Linked DNA regions of Xenopus tropicalis: region 1 is linked to region 2. The links are chromatin contacts, called in public Hi-C maps. All regions are on one chromosome and are shown on one strand. Each heading gives the region's core, a stretch centred on a gene start, on an enhancer-like site or on the middle of the called end of the contact. The rest is flanking DNA. Distances are from core to core; before and after follow the strand shown. Region 1 holds the start of evx1 (homeobox even-skipped homolog protein 1). Region 2 holds the start of hoxa1 (homeobox A1).

Region 1 (5,405 bases), core at 2,102-4,601, 160 kb before region 2:
GGGTGGCGGAACGCACAGAGCAATTCTGGTCTGGGGTAAGGATGGGACAGAACTCTGAATGTATCCAGTGGCCTCAAGGGGGCGCTGAAGGGGGTGGCAGCTGTAGTTGAACCAGCGCTGATGCCCATATGAGAGTAGTAAGGAAGAGGTAGGTGAGAAGGGAAAGGATAAGGTAGGTTGCCAGTGGCTGCTGCGTGGCTCATCATATAGGTATAGAAAGCTGGGTCTGCGGGGTGCGGCCAGGTCATTGCAAGTCGCTGTCGCTTATCCTTCATCCGCCGATTTTGGAACCACACCTAGTAACAAGGGAGAAAAGAGACTTAGTAAAACCAAAGCTCCAGTGTATATGCGTTGTTCCCTCAAGCAGCATGGGAAATAGGGCAGTGACACTTATGGGCCCTTCTTAGTGATGCTATCCTAGACTGCCAGCAGGCAAATACCAGGACTATGCATGAAGTGCACTGCCTGGGGGATAGGGCTTTTCTATCTTGACCTTGTGTAGAATCCACACGCTATGCCCAGCAGGTGGGCCTCCCTGACTGCCAGATGTCACATCCTACACCAGAATAGTTAATGAAATAGAGATCAAAATAGAAACAAGTGAGGGGCAACGTTTCGATCCACATTAGAAATCTTTCTCTAGTACAGGGTGAGCGAACCAGATGAATGTTATTTCATCATTTGCGCAAAGCACATTAGTTAAAATCTCGTATAGATGTGAGTGATCGCTGCTCCTGAGTGTGGCAGGATAGACATCAAAGAGCAGGAAAGGCACAGTACAGATACCAGGTACATTTTACAATATAAATACTTTGATTGCATTGATATCATAGAGGGAAGTACATCTCATTATTTTAGCTTGTCAGTCAGTGAAAGAATATTAGTAAAGATCTGAACTCTGATACTTTGTATTACAACCTGTGACTGAATCTATGTGTGTTTCTTTAGATATGTGTGGGTACCCGTGTATGATATTCCCAATGAGCCTGTATAAAGATGTCTGTATATAGAGCCCTAGGAGCTGATCGCTGTACCTACCTTGATAGTGGTCTCAGGCAGGTTGAGGGCCGCAGCCAGTTCACACCTCCTGGGCCTGGACACATAGTTTTCCCGGTAAAATTCCTTCTCCAGTCGTGCGATCTGCTCCCGGGTGAAGGCTGTCCGGTATCTGCGCATCTGGTCCCCGGCACAGGAGGAGAGGGAACCGTGGGGTCCGACACCTCCCTTGGATGAATCGCTGCCATTGATAGGACTGCCTCCCATGGGCTCTGAGCACTGACCTGCACACACAAGTCAAACAACACATTATTATATTGGGCCGATCTGGGCCACCCCTGTCCTTCCAGCACTGGGACCTGGTCATACTAACTTGGGTTTTAATAGCAGAAATGGCGACTGGCCACAATACTTGGGTAATGACTTTAGCAAAGTAAATCAATGGCTGATTTCCAGGCCAGTGAGAGACTATTCCCTTGCATTATGAAGACCACTGTACACCGAGGTCAGGTATAGCCATAGCCTGTATGGACCCTTGGTGGCACCATTGCCCATTGCAGACAGGATTGAGGGGGAGATAATGAGTAGTCCAGTAAATAGAAACTGGCAGTATGTCCCATGAGTAGTCTCTAAACAGGACATTAAACAACGTATCACGGACATAACTTTAAGCCAGACTCTACTAAAACGCATCTATATGGCCCGAACCTACTACTAAAACAATAGCAATGTGGGGCAGCTGTCAGTTTAGCTCCCTTTCCCGAAAGCTGAGGCATGACAGATCGGCATAGAGTCTTTATGTCACATCCCAGGTGTAATTTCCGACCTGGCGCCAGGCACCAGCCTTCTAGGTGTGAGTCGGACTCCCCATGTCAGACAGGGGCCTGGCCTTTCCCTATTGTCTCCCTGCTCACCTACAGCCTGCCGGGCTGGGCAACTCCGCCTTTGATCTTGGGTCACTAGAAAAGGTGTCAAATGCTGAGACAGCAGGAAGGTAGCGCTTGTAGGCGCTCTGGGGGGGGGGGGGGGGGGGGGGGGGGTTAATAAGTGCTAATTCCCAGTGCTATGCTAATATATTGCCCGGCGCTGTCTGGGTCTGTGTGTTCAACTATCCCAGGGCAGTGCCATTTGTATCTGTGCGTCTGCTTGTCTTTCATTATATATTTATTGTACACAAAGCATCAATAAAAATGTTCAAATTACATCCATTTCTATCCTGAATTGAACTGCTCGGAGTCTAATATACCCCCGGATACCCCTCTGAAATATCTGCCTTATAACACATATTCTTCATATTGAAAATGCGCACACACCAATACGTAAATATGTAAACAAATGTACACACAAATACAAATATATTAAAGTCATGCACAGCCAACATGAGAATATGAACGGAATCCGGGCCACATATTAAATGGTTGTCTCTCCTGATTTATGCACAACAGCTGGTAATGTAGCAATATTTGTGAATTAATTCCAATATGTACAGGAAATATTAGAATGTTACCCGGACATTTACTCCCTGCTGGATATGCAGCTAAGTGCGCTAAATAGCGCTAAGGAATCTCTGTTTAATAGATAACGGTCCCTTCCCACAATAGATAAATGCATGAGCGGTAAGTGCCCCGGTACCTGCACTGTGCTGCTGCTGCTGCTGCTGATAGTCGGAGGCGGCGGAGTTACATTCCGGGGTGCAACTCACTTCGATTTCCTCGTAAAAGTCTGACTCGGTGTCCGAGCTGCTGTGCTGCCCCTTGGCGGACAGGGAGTCAGAGAGCGCCGGTGGGTGCGGAGAGGAGATCCGTAGCGCCGGGGACCTGCTCCCTTGCTGGCCGTTCGCCTGTGTCGCTTCTACATCGCTCCCCTCCGGTCTGTCTCTGGGCGCTATGGGGCCAGCCCTGGGGCTCAGGCAGCTCCTAGGAACCAGCTTGTCCTGCGGCTCCGGCATGGGGCTTCCCACTGCGTCCGACAAATGAGCCATTCTCTTGCCAACTAGACTGCCAAGCTGCCCTCCCTCCAAAAACACGAGCATCTCCTTCCTGCCTTCCATGGCGAGTGAGTGCAGATGAGCAGAGAGAGGGTGACCCTGCTGCGCCTCCGCTGCTCTGTGCGCTACTGGCTCTGGGAGGGAACACCATTGCCCTCTTCTTTCTAAGCTGTCATCCCTAATGGTGCAATCGTCATTACTCTCGCACTGACGCCACTCATTGATCGCTGCTGGATAAATAGCAACGTCCGCCACCTTCAAGATGAAAGGAGAAGCCGGAGCTAATGGTTTATGGTACTGATGCGCCACATGAACACAGATGATGAGGAAAGTGCGAGCAGAGATATTCATCTGCAAACAAACAGGGACATCGCCACTTATGCTCCAATGGGGACTCGGGGGGCTTAATGGCTCCCACCAGATCTTTGCTTTGCTAATGAAGTGAGCTTTTTAGGGGCTTCTTCTTTACTACTCAACCTTGTTCTATAATGCATCTGAGCAATCGCTGCTTTTAAAAGAAGTGTGAAGCTCTGCTTTCTTGCCCCTGCATTATTTAGTAATGCCACTATGAAGCCATCAGCATTGGCACCTGCAAACTTTGGGGTTGTAGGATCTGCCTTTATTTCTTGTACATTATCGGGATTTATGATGACTTGATTCCCAGTTTAACCAACCATTGATTTTTTTTCATAAAGTACATTTTATTATTAACATTTCATTTATCTCCTCAGATTTGTGTGCCTGGTAATGGAAACCATCTCACCTGCAGGATGCCCATAGACACACACAAGCCTGGATTTGAGGTACTGGGATGGATTTCTATATGGATTATGTATTTCTGAGTTTGGCAGAGATGGGCACACTTACTATCTAACAGGGATGATTATTAGGGATTGGATCACACAAACATTTATCTTATTTCCCCTTTGGATATTACAGATGAATGTTAATTTGTATTCGATATTAATTCGTTACTACAACATTGTATAAACCTTTTTTTTTAGTAGCTGAAGGAACAGCAGCGAATTGAGATTTGCTTCCTCTGAAATCCATATCTAAATATAATCCGTATAAATATAATATAAAATGACTATCTTGTCCAGGTACCTAGCTCACTCACAGTACAAGAGGAGGATTGGTACTCATGCTATTCAATAAGAAAAGCCACTTGGGGGATACAATGGGGGTATATTTATCATGAGGAGAAGAGAATGTTCTTCAAGTAAAATGTTCCAATAACAACAATGACATTTGTGGAACCTTGCTTAGTCTGATTAAATATCCCCCTAGCAATTTGTATACAGCCGTTTATCAGGGGAAATAGAAGAGACTGCCTGTTACTATTATTACACAGCACCGAGCAGACAGTGCTAAATGTAACCTAGCCAGCCAGTAAAGGGGGTCATTCGATCACTAGAGAAGAAGGAAACGAAATTTAAGCAGATAAGGTATCTGTGGGCTTTAAAGCCCCCACCAATATAAACTGGAGGAATGGGATCTGACGGATGTGTTTTAGTAAATTGGGAATTCAGCTATATACTATCACTCCGCATCACTCACTCATTATTACTCTGCTGACATCCGCTTTCTTCTTTTTGGAATTGTTGCAACTCATTTTTTTTAAAGAATGTCGTTTTACACAGTAACAAGCGCAACAGACATTGTAGCACCTTTACTAGAAGCAAATGCATGTCTGGTCTTTTTCACACACACACAAAATACTTCTCTTCCCCACATAATGCTGTGTCCCGTAACAGGGATTTAAACCAAAATATTTTTAAACAATGAAATAAAATGCTATTCTTAACAGATGAACAGAACACCTGAATTAAAATAGTCAGTGCCAGTCTAGTCGCAATTGAAAGCAATATTTGTTCTTTTCTGTACCCCATGTTCTGACTCTTGAGAAAATGTAGGAAATGGAGCCAAGACTCAATTTCTCACAATGTTTTCAATGCTTTGCAATTAGTTTATCAGCTGGCTTTTGTTTCAATATTCAGAACCACAAGTGCAGTGAATACCAATGAACAGACAAATATGGCTTTCATTGCCAATTATGCCTACCACTAAAAACTGAAAAATGTTGATTAATGTAATTTATTGGAATGTTGCTTAGAATTATATATTTTTTTAATTGGGCAAATGGTATTTTTGGGGTTGAGTAGCCTTGGGTTAGGTGATTAATTACATAAAATAGGCAGACACAATTAATATACATAGGTAATGATAGATATAAGATAGGTAGGTAGAAAAATAGACAGTAAGACAGGTGGGTAAATGAATGCCTACATGTTTTTTTTATGTACAGATAGATAGATAGACAGATAGATAGATAGGTAGACAGACATGTAGATGATAGATAATAGATAGATAGATAGATGATAGATAAATAGATAGATAGAGATAGATAGATAGATAGATA
Region 2 (5,303 bases), core at 1,074-3,573:
TATGACTACTGAAATAATAGCTCTCCTTCAGCAGAGAATCTAGTCTCCCCAGTGACTTGCAAGCTTCTTCAGAGCTATCTTCTGATACATTGTTTCAACAGTCAGCTCCAGCAGTGCATAGAATATCTAAGGACAGATAGATACTGTTTTCTATTACTGTTATTAAAATCATGGAAAATATGTAATGAATATATATTGACAAGTTGCTTAGAATTACACTGCTAAGTTTGCAAGTCCTTTACTTTTTCCTTTTTAAAAGTTTTTTAGGGTTATTAAGCCATTGTCTCTGTGGTACTATAGTCAGAGACCTCATGGTATCAGCTTTTAACAACATATTAAGTATATGAAAATATGGTTGTTACTGTCATCCAAATTATCATTCTACCCCAAATCTCAGCCTTCAGAACCCCTCTCTTGATCCCTTGTAGCAGCCCTAAAAGTGTGTGTGCATTTTTTTTTTTTAAAAAAGGGACAATCAATTCTCACTCTAGACACAATTGCAACTGCACCCCTTGTGGTCATAAAAATATGCAGCTGAGGTATGACTTTGCAAAGCTGCCTCTACAACCCATATTTGCACAGACAAATATCCCAGTCATAGAAATAAAATGGAAATATATTTGATAACACAAGGTCTGCCCCACCTTATTCTCAGCAGAGTGTGTGTTTGTGGTAGCAACGTGTAATGCGACCAGTATCTATAACCTGTAGATCGCATTAGTTTTGCTGAACTACAACTCCCAGTTGTTGTCGACTTCTTAAAGTTATAGTTTTCAAGCAAGAGCTACGAAGCATTGGCTGAAAACAGCCTATTTAGATAACATTTACAGGCATATCTCTAGAGATAACACGGAGCCACGCCTTTAACTGCCATTAAGAATGCAACAGCCACTGCAAGTATAATGAATAATCTAGCAAAGACACAGAATAGAATGTTTACACGTGGGAGTGTGTGCAGGTCTGTGTAAATGTGACCGGGATTAACCCTTTGCTACCTGACAATCTACAATGTTACTACAGCCCTGTGCACTAAAATATGAAGTACAATCAACATTGTGACCACACATTTTTGACAGGACTATGCACATACAATAATCTTTGTCCAGATGATTTTGCTGTAGTGCCCAAGGGATTATTGTACAACCAAAGGAGAAGAAGCCAGAGCTTTCCATGACAAACTCGTTATTACCATGGTAATATTGACTGTTCTATCCTCTGTACTAAAGAAGTGAGGCGTGGCTGCTAGTGACCAGCTGTACATATAGAGCCTGCCTATGCTTTGCTCTGGCATTGAATGGGTTAAGGAAGATTCCCAGATATAGTGTAAAAATGCACGGTGTGATCAGTCGGACAAGTGTAGAGCAAATCAATGAGAGGATCAATCAGTCTTCAAAGACCAGCAATAAATGTAGAACTACACTTATGCATAGACACACACAAAGCTGAACCCTACCTATGTGCATGTTTGTTCATTTTTGTGTACAGTGCAATTGTCCGATATTGTGTACTATCTATCTATCTATCATCATCTATCTACCTATCTGTAATTATCTATCTCTATCTAGTGTCTGCCTGTCTGCCTCTCTATCTACAAGATACACTTATCCAAAACAGGAATGCATGGACACACACAAAGCTGAACTACAGGTATCTGCATATTTGTTCCTATTCCGTGTACACTGCAATTGTCCTATATTGTCTTACATACACTGTCTATCTATCTATCTATCTATCTATCTATCTATCTATCTATCTATATCTATCTATCTATCATCTATCTATCTATCTATCTATCTATCTATCTATCTATCTATCTATCTATCTATATATCATCTATCTATCTATCTATCTATCTATCTATCTATCATCTATCATCTATCTAAAACAGAAATGCTTAGACTCACACCCACTACACACTACAGTGTCTCTCACTAATACCCATACCTGTGTATTTTTAGACACCCACTGACACACAGTTGTATCCCCAAATCCCCCTGACCAATCACTATTTGCTCCTTACCGGGTTAGGGGGTTCTTCGGGTGCCCCCGGCTCTGACATCTGCACTGTGGCGGTTCCCGGGTAGAGAGGACTGTGCGACTTGGCCGCTGCTCTCTCAGTGCACTGTACTCCCAGCCGTGTGCGTCACCTGGATAGAGCAGCGCCTGGAATTTAAATGCAAGTGTAGGGCCGATCCATCACCAGTTAGTGTAGGCAAACTTTATCTGTCGCTGCTGCCATTGGCTGGCCTCTCCACGTGACCTGCCCTCACTGTACATTCATATGATTTTGTGCTGGACCTATGGAGGAAGTGAGAAAGTTGGCACGGCCACGCCAGGCTCTGTGTCACAGTCACCTAGTGATAGATGGACTATGCGAGGATGAGCTCCTTCCTAGAGTACCCGGGCTTAATGAGCGGCGACCTCGGGACCTGCTCCTCCAGATCCTTCCACCCCGACCATGGAATTACAACTTTCCAGTCGTGCGCAGTCAGTGCTAATAACTGCAACAGCGATGATCGTTTTGTGGTCGGACGAGGGGTGCAGATAAGTTCTCACCCCCATCACCACCACCACCAAGCCGGTGCCTTTCAGCACCACAACAACCTGGGGATGTCTTATACTCATACCAGCTGTGGCTCCAACTATGGCATGCAGAACTTCAGCCCCGGCTACTCTCATTTCCCCATCAATCAAGAGGCAGATGTGAGCGCAGGGTTCCCCCAATCTGTCTACTCCGGCAACATCGCTTCGTCTGTGGTCCAGCATCACCAACACCAGTCTTACATCGAAGGATCCGCTCACTATATCCACCATTCCTACGGACCTGACCAGAACATTTCTGTGGCCAATTACAATAACAATGTATCCAGCCTACATATCAGCCAGAGAGAAGTTTGCCGGTCTCCTTCCAGCGAAACATCCCCGGGCCCTGCACAGACCTTTGACTGGATGAAAGTAAAGAGAAACCCACCCAAAACAGGTAATGTCTACCCTTTCTACACCCACTTACTCTATTAAGGCGCCCTTGTTTTATCAAGTAAATCTTTATCTATCATCTATCTATCTATCTATCTATCTATCTATCTATCTATCTATCTATCTATCATCATGATCATGATCTATTATTCTTTATGTTGATGTTGCCCTATAAGTTAGTGGGTGGGGGTACAAATGGAATGTAACAGTTTGTGACTGTATAATACAGTCAGTAACGGTAGAAAAGGCACCCCCATAACACTGGGGTTGTTGGCTGCTACATTTCTCACATTCCATATGGATTATAACCCTGACTTTTTTTATTTCAGGTAAAGCTGGGGAATATGGCTTTGCCGGCCAGCCCAACACAGCCAGGACCAACTTCACCACCAAACAGCTGACAGAACTAGAGAAAGAATTTCATTTCAACAAGTACTTGACCAGGGCCCGCAGGGTAGAAATTGCTGCTGCTCTACAGCTCAATGAGACCCAAGTAAAAATCTGGTTCCAGAACAGGAGGATGAAACAGAAAAAAAGGGAAAAAGAAGGACTTCTCCCCATCTCCCCATCAGCCAGTACAGGAAGCGATGAAAAGTCAGAGGAGCTGTCAGAAAAGTCCAATTCTTCACCCTGTGCTCCATCTCCTGCCTCCTCTACTTCAGATCATCTCAGTACTTCCGGTTAGAAGGCTGAAGGCATTGCCTGTGCTCGATTGATCAACCAAAGCCTTAGCAGTGATTTTAGTTGTCTATTGTTTATGCCAGAATTTCAGCTGGTACCATTAAGATTATATTTTTGCACAAGTTTGAAAAGTCATTTTCGTTTTGAGCTAAAATACCCAAGTTAACTAAAACCTGTTTTGGCATGTGTCACACTAACTGTCTCTTGCTATGAGCTGCTATGGACAATCCATATGAGGGACATTCCTGCTGGGACTTTTTACTGGGAAATCACTGGTTGCAGATCCTCAAGGACTGATGCACTACTAATAGAGAAAAAGTTTACACAAGTTAAAAGACTTCTATTTAATTTAAAGTTCTATGGTGTCTGTATGTGAAAAGAGTGTACATATATTGTTCCAGAGATTTATCTTTCAAGTGTTTTTGTAGAAATTCTAATAATTATCAGATGGTGGAGTGGTTGGAAGAATCTCAAAGTTTTCTAGCACAGGAAAAGACAGCAGTGTTTGCTGACCGCATACCTCAGTAATCTCTCACATTTACTAGGTGTTTACAGTCATGATTTTAGGTGAATATTGTGTGTTTTGTTTGTCAGGAAATCGTGCTAGATCGTCCAGTATCCAGGGTATTTATCCAAACAAAACCACTCGTTCTCTGATCCAAGAGAAACGCTTCTAAATCGCCTTTAAGTGAATGTCTTGTAAGACCAAATGTGTGTATAATTTGTGATTCCATCGCGAACCCTTGCATGACACCGAATGTAAACTGAGTTTTATCAGTTGGAATTTGTCAATAAAACATTTGTATGCTACCTCTGACTAAACTAGTGTGCATTTTATTGGGCAGCATGTAAAAGGTTAAAGAATTTCCATCAAAACCAGGAGGTCTTGTAGATGAGGGTCCCAGGGCAAAAAAGTTGTAATTCATAATCACAACAAACGCAAAAATTGCGTCTCCCGGCAGAGCGAATTTAACTCTTTGCGCCAACGTTTCGTTTTTATTCGTTTTGCGCCATTTTTATGGGTTCTCCACTATCTCCTGTCTAACAACTGTAGAAACACCTTGGGTCAAGCTCAGCTGAACTTTTCACCCCAAACTCACTACTGACATGTGTAAACACTGGTGCCTGACAAAAATGCCAGACGCTTCTTCAACCAGTCTTTCCTCACCTCCTCCCCTATAAACACAAAGCTTCACATCTTTGGGAGGCTCGAGGGATATATTTTCAGTTTCTCATCCCACCCCCTCAATAATAAGAACATTATTCTGAAATCTATCTAATCCCCTGTCGTAAAGTACTTATTAAATTATTACTGTACTTGTTAGTGCATTGCGATGTGACGCTGGAACGAATTAGTAAATTGCAGAATTTGCGGGCAGAATGACGCTGATACTAATGGCGCTATTTAAAGTGGATGCAGCTAAACTTCAAAGTAAATGCAGAACTTTCTTTCATTCTTCCACTTCTGCTGTTTTTTTTTGTTTGTTGGAGTTAGAGGCAAGGCACAACCAGATGGCTCCGCATACTGTACTTTTATGTGTTAAATGCAATCTGCATATCAGCAGGATCTCGCTGCTATCTCAAATAATATCTAAAGAAACACGGCGGAGTCGAGATCACCAGGACAACATCAAAGTACATGAAAT

Evidence for each region. Hi-C and Micro-C count contacts between places; a contact is called where the count stands out from the background.
Region 1: a contact with region 2 is called in a Hi-C map of gastrula embryo, with 2.0 times the contacts expected there. The contact joins the promoter of evx1 here to the promoter of hoxa1 in region 2. A contact is called at or near these places in 2 of 5 Hi-C or Micro-C datasets (brain and gastrula embryo).

Annotation. Positions count from the first base shown.
Region 1 is chr6:42,293,322-42,298,726 of UCB_Xtro_10.0, reverse strand. evx1 (homeobox even-skipped homolog protein 1) reads right to left here and starts at 3,351. Exons shown (of 3, transcript XM_002933384.5): 1 at 2,629-3,351; 2 at 1,039-1,280; 3 at 1-296. The coding sequence starts at 3,334.
Region 2 is chr6:42,135,059-42,140,361 of UCB_Xtro_10.0, reverse strand. It overlaps hoxa1 (homeobox A1), which reads left to right and starts at 2,323. Exons shown (of 2, transcript NM_001008016.1): 1 at 2,323-2,980; 2 at 3,306-4,467. The coding sequence starts at 2,365. The coding sequence ends at 3,661. It overlaps LOC101734399 (a long non-coding RNA gene), which reads right to left and starts at 2,160. Exons shown (of 2, transcript XR_001924738.2): 1 at 2,021-2,160.